Linked DNA regions of Zea mays: region 2 is linked to region 1. The links are chromatin contacts, called in public Hi-C maps. All regions are on one chromosome and are shown on one strand. The core of a region is the stretch at or near the end of the contact, and the rest is flanking DNA. Distances in the headings are between cores, read along the strand shown.

Region 1 (4,116 bases), core at 836-3,335:
TAGTTTCTCTCGACCTATATCTGCGCTGCTATTTCACTCTATGCCGATCAGAGGTGTCTTGGACGACCTGTCGACCTTAAGACAACCCCTGGAACTCTTCTTTTCGACAGGTTCTTTACAATAGGCGATATCCATGTTCTTCGTGTAGAAGAAGATCCTCGCCATCATGGGCCGTCCGGAAGCGGATGAGACATCGTGGACTGTCCGACTTAGAGTCATAGACCATCCATACTGCCATGAAGAGTATCATCAGACAATTCCGCACCAACAAAGAGGATATTTAAATATAAATAGAAAATATGAATGAAGGATTTGGTAAGAGGAGCGGTTGGAGACAGCTTACAGTACGCGGACGACACATGATTCTGGTCCGCGCAGAGAGTACCTTGACCAGTCTATCGGCTGGCTGACGATCGACTTCGATAAAAGCGCTGTGGTGCCGATGAACGCGGTGCCCGTTTGCCCGGGCTTTCTGGATGAGAATGAGATCGACCCGACCGGACATGCTTGCTGAGGTGCAAGAACCGTGGACCTCCTCCACAGCCGCCAGGACCCCATAATCCTTCTGTGCACAGGCACAGCGTTGCATTCAGGTTCCATACCCCAAGTGCTGGGCGCTTGCTTTGCGAGCTGCAGTCTGCAGGGAGACATCGAAGCTGCAGCCTGCCGCTGCTCCGCCTACCCAAACAAAAACAAAGTGTCTGCCGCTATATAATTAGCTTTATAATTAAATTATATTTCATACTTACTAACCACATTTTAGTCAAGAGAACCAAACACCCCTATATTGGAGTCCCATTTAGATTCCCCCTCTGCTGCTATTTGCTCTCGTCGAACCCGACTGTATCGATTTCAAAGCAGGATGGCATTGATCATCTCACCGTTTCATAGGTCTTAGTATTAGACAAAATCGAAGATCACCTGACACAAAATACTGCTCCAAGTACAAATCCCCCGTAACTAATTGTCAGGTAAAGTAGTTGATCTTAGGACTAGTTTGAAAACATAAATCCCTTCCGAGATTCTTTGAGATTGAGTAATAAATTGAATAATTTTCTACTCAATTTTCAAGAATCGCAGAAGGACTAATGTTTCCAAACTAGCCTTTATGTATTTATTTCGGTTCGAGACCGTATCACTGAAGGTGTCCAGCACAAGTAGCCAATGCAAGCAGCAGGCGTCCAGTGTGTTCATCAGTTCAGCTAGAATCAGCAGCGGCAGTCCATTTGGCCCGAGACGCCCTGTACTGCTCCAAAAGCTTCCCGGCGTCCGGCACCACCTCGTTGACGGCGCCGAGGGCCATGAACCGCTCCGCCCACGCCGCCAGGTCAGGGAACCTGGCCCCGTCCAGAAGGTTGGTGCCCGCCGTCTGGTCCACCGCTCTGATCCAAATCGGGTGGCTCCCGAGCGTGACGTCCACGAGCCCGACGGCGTCGCCGCCGAAGAACGCCTTCCCCCTGGAGCACTCCGTGAACGCCCGCTCCAACGTCTCCGCCACGAGGAGGGCGTTCTGGAGCGCCTCCGCTCTCTGCTCGTCCGTCCTCGACCTGAACAGCGCGCTGAACGCCGGGAAGAACTAGAGACAGGAAAGGGGAACGGGAGAACGGCTGAGTCCGAGAGCTCGAGAACGGATTCATCCCCTCCTGAATATCGTACCTTGTCGTCGACGTAGGCCGCCCAGAACCGTGCCGTGGCGCGGTCGTAGGGGTCGGACGGAAGGAGCGGAGGGCCGGTGCCCCGCCAGATCTCGTCGACGTACTGGAGGATCACGAGGGACTCGCACACCGGGCGGCCGCCGTGGATGAGGACCGGCACCTTCTTGTGCACCGGGTTGGACCGGAGCAGGAGCTCGCTCTTGTTGCCGAGGTCCTCCTCTATGTACTCGTAGCTCAGCCCCCTGAGTCCCAGCGCCACTCTCACCCGGAACACCCAAGGGCTCGACGACTTGCCCAGCAGCCGCAGCTCGCTATCTCCTACCCCGCCTCCAGCCGCTGCCATTGCAATGTGTGTGTGTGCAGTGTGTTGCTGTCTGGCGGTGGCGTTGATCAGCTGGGATGCTTTGTTTGACTATTAGTAGCGAGAAATTTGCCATAACACCACATTCGTGGATTCTTCGTGGATTCGACGGAATGGAGTCCAAAGTAATGAATTTGACAGTATGAAAAAGCAAACCAGGTGAAAGGCCGCACTCTTGAATAGACATGTTTTTCCTATTAACCGATGACGACCAGGATTAATCTTCTGCCGTGACAATTAGTTACCTTGTTCACGGCGTTCGTTCTCATCGTCTCTCTGGCTGATCGTGTCCGAGCGCTCTGGCCGAGCGCTAGCCAAAGGCAATGATGGGGACGGACGCCGTGAATAAGACAACTAATGGTCACGGAAGGAGATTAATCCGGGGACGAACGCGGTGAATAAGGCAACTAATAGTCACGGAAGGAGATTAATCCTGGTCGTCGATGAGTAATAAAGAAATCATGTCCATTCCCTACTTTTTTATATTGTCGAATCCTTTTCTTTAGCCTTCGTTTCGTTGAATTTCATTATGGCAAATTTCTCGCTAACAGCAGTGAGGTGAGTGGGCAACTTGGAATTTGCATCTGGTAATTTGTTCTTGTAAGTTACGGTGACTTCTCAACAAACAAATGCACGTTCTGTAGAATCAACGAGTACTAGAACTTTGGGAGCGCTGCACGCGCGCGGCTGCTGATGTTCCTTGCACGTAAGAGAATGTCTACTTCCTAGTGGCTCCAGTGCTTGGCGCAAGGCGAACGGGAACGACCACACGGCGGCGTCAGTTCTACGTTGCATCGAAGTGTGAACAACTACATCAAACAACCCACCGTGTCAACTCATTGGAACGGCGTCGTCGGTGCCTCTGTCACTTGTTCTCATGCAACTCCTGATGCTTTGTTTTTCATCTGTATAGTCAGTATGGCGTGGGCAACTGCAATTAGATCACAGTCACACCTGCCAACAAAAAAATCTTCTGCACGACAAATTTTGGCTTCAGATGTGTAGTTGCTTAGCAGTAGCAGTAGGTATCGAGTTGAGCGCAAGACGTCAAACACCTTGATTTTAGATGGTAGCTTTAGGGTTGATTTGATGACAAGGGGATCACGGAGGGATCGAAGACGATTGAGGGGGAAATGAACTAATTTCCTCCTCAATCCCCTCCGATTCCCCCGTGATCCCTGGTCACCAAATCAGCCCTACAGAGAATGTAAACCTGTGAATTGTACTCATGGAAGACATTGAAGAAACAACAACTAGTCAACTAATCCGGCTTTCACATAATCCCCCATCTGCACCGCATGCAAGTCCGCAAGGGATCGTCGGTCCGGCCATTCCACGATATCCACGGGTAATGCAGTTTGATGGACCGATGAATTGGCTGAATGATGAATAGCACCCACCACCACCTTCTCAAAAGAAAATGTGGCTGAATAGCAACATCTGTAAAAAGGTAGATTTGGTGGATGGCAGTCTCTCGGTCATCTGATGTACCTCATATTAGCGATTGCAATATTCCTCCTGTTCGGAACACAATCGGAACGGCGTGAAAAAAATACCTGAAGTTTTGAAACATTGAGACAACATGAACTGTAATACAAACGTGTTCAAACCTGCACCGACGAATTCGAGCAACCTCATCAACTTCTTCACATTCATTAAATAGGGGAGAGTGACTAAATTTTAATGACTTAAACGAACACTAATTAGTATAAATAATGACTACATTACCCTTACATTTGCTCCACATGCATTAAAGAGGGGAAGGTAGCGACTAGCGAGCACACATGGCTAGCGTTTTTAGGGCATGTAGAACTCTGAGCCCACGGATCAGTTTTCTAAGCACAAGAGACAGCTAAGAGCATGCACGATATAACCCTAAGTTCATAAATCATAAATGTAGTTAAGACATAATATATATGGAGAATCGTGTATAGATGAGCTCTTGACGAAGAACACACCTCTTATATTTTTTTCAATTAGATCTAGAGACTTTTCAAGAGACCCTATATTAAATGATGTTGTACACACCCTTATACCTGCTAGCTGCTACACGAAGAAAGAGAAGGCAAGTGGGATAAAAATCCCACTTTAAGTCTCTTT
Region 2 (4,116 bases), core at 416-2,915, 130 kb before region 1:
TAAAAATAATATACTTATCAATAATTATGTGATATATAAATATATCAATTAAACAATCATTTTTTATCTAATAGTTACCATTAAATTATAAATTTTATAGAAACAATCTACATCAGAAAAAACAAAGTAAAATGTCATAGTGATTGACAACAAAAAATATATATCAGGTTTGAACTAAACTAGAGAAGAACTAAAATTAATTTAATATTTCTATATTAGCGGTGGTACTTAATTAATATTAAAAATACTTATAAAAATACTACCAGTAGTTTCAATACATATTTATTAATATTAAATTAAATAATTAGTTACTAGTCAAAGAGAAAAAAAAATCCTTTTTAAATAGATTCATTATATCTCGTTCTTCACAAACATGGATACACGAATTTGGATACAAGGTTTTGGTATCTATATAAAAAACAATATTGATATGGATATTCATAGTACAAGTTTTAATAGATACCACAAATTGAGCTAATTCGAAACTGCACACGGCTATTTCCACCACTAGTCGCGGTAACAAGAAACGCGCACGGCGTCTCGCACGTGTCGTGCCGCTTTTCCAACGGCGGGGAGAAGGCATTGCCGCCCTCGGCATGCGGTCTCCTCCCTCGCCCATGCGGCCGCCCCGCCGGCCGAGCCCGGACGAATCCTGGACCTCAAGCGATACGCACGAATGATGCCCAGCCAGCAGGGTTTGGCAGACCGACCGATAGTGACGGCTTTTGCATCCCCCCTTCTTGCTCCTTTTTAGTTCGTTATTACTTTTGTGTTTGGACGGCGCTCGCTCGTCAGATCACAGATGAGATATTCGTCGTCCCCACGTGAACCCGAGCAGCCAAACTCTCTAGGCTCCCCTCGTTTCAACAGAGCTTTGGCAGGTTGTGTGGGGTTGTGCCAGTAAACACGCATGTTTATCTTTAGCGATGAAAATTGAATGCACGATAAGTACTACGTTACATTGACCAGCTGCAACGGAATTGATACTTCACAAGACCTCAGTCCACTTCGAAGCCGTATCAGTGAGTGTTACACACAGCCCACAAAATCGCAGAGGAGAAAAAAAAACAGAGAGAAGATGATGAAAAGTGTCAGTAACTGGCTAACTTGGCGCTACCTCCTCCGACCGCGCCGAGGGCTGCTGCCCCCATTGCCCGCCCGCCGGCACCGCCCTGCAGGAACTCCCCGACCTCGGCGTCCGAGAACGACGACGAGACCCCCGGCGCGAGCCGCCGCCGCGTCCACCTGCCGCAGCACCGCCGCGCGACGCGGAGCGGGGCGCGCGCCACGCAGCAGAGCACGGCCACGGGGAGGCACGCGCAGAGCACGCAGCACGCCGCCGCGCACTCCGCCATCGCCGCGCCGCTGCCGGCGGCGTCCGCGGGGGGCGCCGCCGGGGACACGCCGGCCCCGCGCACGCCTCCTCCTGCCTGCCACTTCTTCGAGGCCGGCTTGGAGTCCATGCCCCTGGCTGCTCGCGTTCTCCCCTTGCGGCTTGCTTCGCTTCCGGTGCGGGCGATTCGCGTAGGAGAGGCGTGAGGGGTCGTGGCCTAGTAGTGCCTCTCGGGAAGGACCGGGGTGGGAGGGGAGTAGGGACGGAGTAGTACGCTGCTGCGTTGTGCTGTGCTGTCTGACGTCTGTTGCTTCGCGTTTAAATTCGGGAGGAAGGCATCTCGTGCGTGCGCGCGCGCGCGGGCGGATCTTTTTTTTTAATATCTCTGAACAGATATAAAACTTGATTCTATTTTTCCTTTTGATTATCCATCCAAAACAAAACTAGAGAAGAGATAAATAAATCTCGGTTCGAGTTTTGGCAACTTATTCGCCAGCCTTTTGGCGTACACGTTTACCAGCCGAAAGCTCGTTTGCTGAGACCGCATCGTCGCAGGACTGCGACAGCAGTCGCACTCTGAGGAATCTCGGTATATTTCGCAAAAGAAAAAGAGATTTTTTTTTAAAAAAAAAAGGTGCTAAACGGCAGAAGTATTTTTATAGCATTTGGGCTGGACGCTTTGCCGTTGCACCGTACAACTCATCTAGTCAACTGTAAGATAAGAGTAATTGTCCGGTCAAAACGTGGTCGTGTGTGCGCAGGGCGGTTACAGTTGACCTGAATTTGGTCTGTTCGTTTCAGATTAAGAGATTAAGGGTATGTTTGTTTATCTTCTATATTATATAAATTAGATTATAGTGAAGGGTAGTAGGTTAAAATATTATTTTGGGATTATAAATAAACTAAAAAACGCATATTGAGTAGCTTATTTTAGCTTATTTATAATCTTAAAGTCATATTTTACTCATCTACATTTTTCCATAATGCAATTTATATAATCCATGAGAGAAATAAACAAAACCTAGCTGTGTTGGACTGCTGAGTAATACATATTAAAATCATGCGAAAAGACTAGAATGCCCTCGCGGGACTGGCTAGTGGCCACCCGGTGGCGGCTCGGGGAGAACAGGGATGCATCAAATAAAGCGTGTCCCGCACGAAGCTGATGTGGCCACTACGACGATGGCGATGTCCTAGGCCGGCCGGCGCTTTGCTTTTTAGGTATCGTTCCAAATATCTAGACCTAATTGTTAGCTAGGGCACGGTGGCCGCACGACGCTTCGCTTTTTTAACAAATCATTAACTAGCTAGATTGAGGCAACTAAAAACTAGTTATTCGAGATCAGGTATAACTTATAATTAGTTGGTCTATTAGCTGATCCGTTTTAAGGGTTATTTGATTCGATGTCTAATTTATCATATTTTATTTAATATTTTCTGCTTTAAGGGTAGTTCTTCAATTCAAATGACTAACCTTAAGTAAAATATAACTCAGTTAGCCGTGAACTAAATAGATCTTAAACCTTTTAGCCAACCATGTTATAATTAACAGTTAGTTGATATATTAGTTGACCAAGTTTTGACCGAATAATTTTAGCTGATTTTATTAGTTCTAGAGGTTTAGAACAGGGCCTAGGCTAATGCCGAGGTGCGTGCCTTTAGCTCAATTTAATTAAATATAATAAACAATATTATTCTCTAAACGCATAAGAGAGTTGTACATTTTTATATATTTATATATTAGAGAGGGAAAGATAAAAAAACAAAAACAGAAGTCTTACAAGGCACGACTTGCTGAGCAAGGTCCAAAATCACTCATAAAAGAGAAAATTACGTTCCAATAACATATTTGTTGCAAGTTATCATATTTTGAAACCCTAGAATATTGTTATAAGTTCGCACATTTTTCAAACTCAAAATTATCAAATGATCTTGAATCTTAACATGTTCTATACTAAAGATATAGTTGTCAGTACGATCTGCAACTCCTTAGATAATATTATCAATTTAAATTTCTCTCAGTAAATACAGAGTTCTGCACTGTGGGACACTCTCTCTCTCTTACAGAAGCAGCCCGCGGATTCCCTAGGAGATGGAGCACTCCGGAAGCGCCTTCTCAAGAGTCTCCACCGCACCGCAAGGATGGCGTTCTTGAACGTCTGTGCCCTGTCCCTGTCCTCCGCGGTCTTGAACTTGAAGCACGGCTCCCACGATGGGAAGAACCGCAAACAAATTATACACGTCGATGCTAAAATGCCGAGATCGTAATGTATCTTCTTATGTGCTGCCAATAAAGTCGATTACTGTGAACACGAAAACAAAAGGCGTCCTTGTCGCTGCGCCGAGGACAAGTAAACTACCTTGTTATCGATGTAGGCGGCCCAGAAGCGAGCCTAAAAGTGCTCGTACGGCAGGCCCGGCCCACGCCTCGTCCACGGTAGAAGTGCAGGCACGGGGCGCAGCGCAGCGGCGGCGCAGCACAGCACCGCTCGCTCTCCTGCTCCAGGTCCTCCCTCCGGTCACCCCCTTCATCGCCAGGCGCCAGCGCCTGCTTCACCCGTATGGCCGTATGCAGATGCAGTACGCGCTCAGCCAATCGCCTACTCCCCCAGCAGCAGCCAGCAGCAACCCCGCTCCCGCTGCCGCTCGTCAACTCGTGCCAGTAACTGAAGCTTGTTGCTCTGCCTCTGCTGAGGCAGGAAGAACCGAAGAAATAGAATGGGCCACGCAGAATGCAATCTGGCTGCTGCCATTGCAGAATTACGGAGCTGTTACCGAGCGGT

What was found. A called contact is a pair of places that touch in the nucleus more often than the background predicts.
Region 2: a contact with region 1 is called in a Hi-C map of bundle sheath, with 4 times the contacts expected there. The contact joins the promoter of LOC103651318 here to the promoter of LOC100285806 in region 1. A contact is called at or near these places in 10 of 25 Hi-C or Micro-C datasets (bundle sheath, ear, endosperm and 4 more) and 1 of 3 datasets of contacts at active chromatin or transcription factors (leaf).

Annotation. Positions count from the first base shown.
Region 1 is chr3:212,281,779-212,285,894 of Zm-B73-REFERENCE-NAM-5.0, reverse strand. LOC100285806 (glutathione S-transferase GSTU6) reads right to left here and starts at 2,085. Exons shown (of 2, transcript NM_001158696.2): 1 at 1,657-2,085; 2 at 754-1,576. The coding sequence starts at 1,998. The coding sequence ends at 1,199.
Region 2 is chr3:212,411,976-212,416,091 of Zm-B73-REFERENCE-NAM-5.0, reverse strand. LOC103651318 reads right to left here and starts at 1,665. Exons shown (of 1, transcript XM_008676936.3): 1 at 893-1,665. The coding sequence starts at 1,463. The coding sequence ends at 1,092.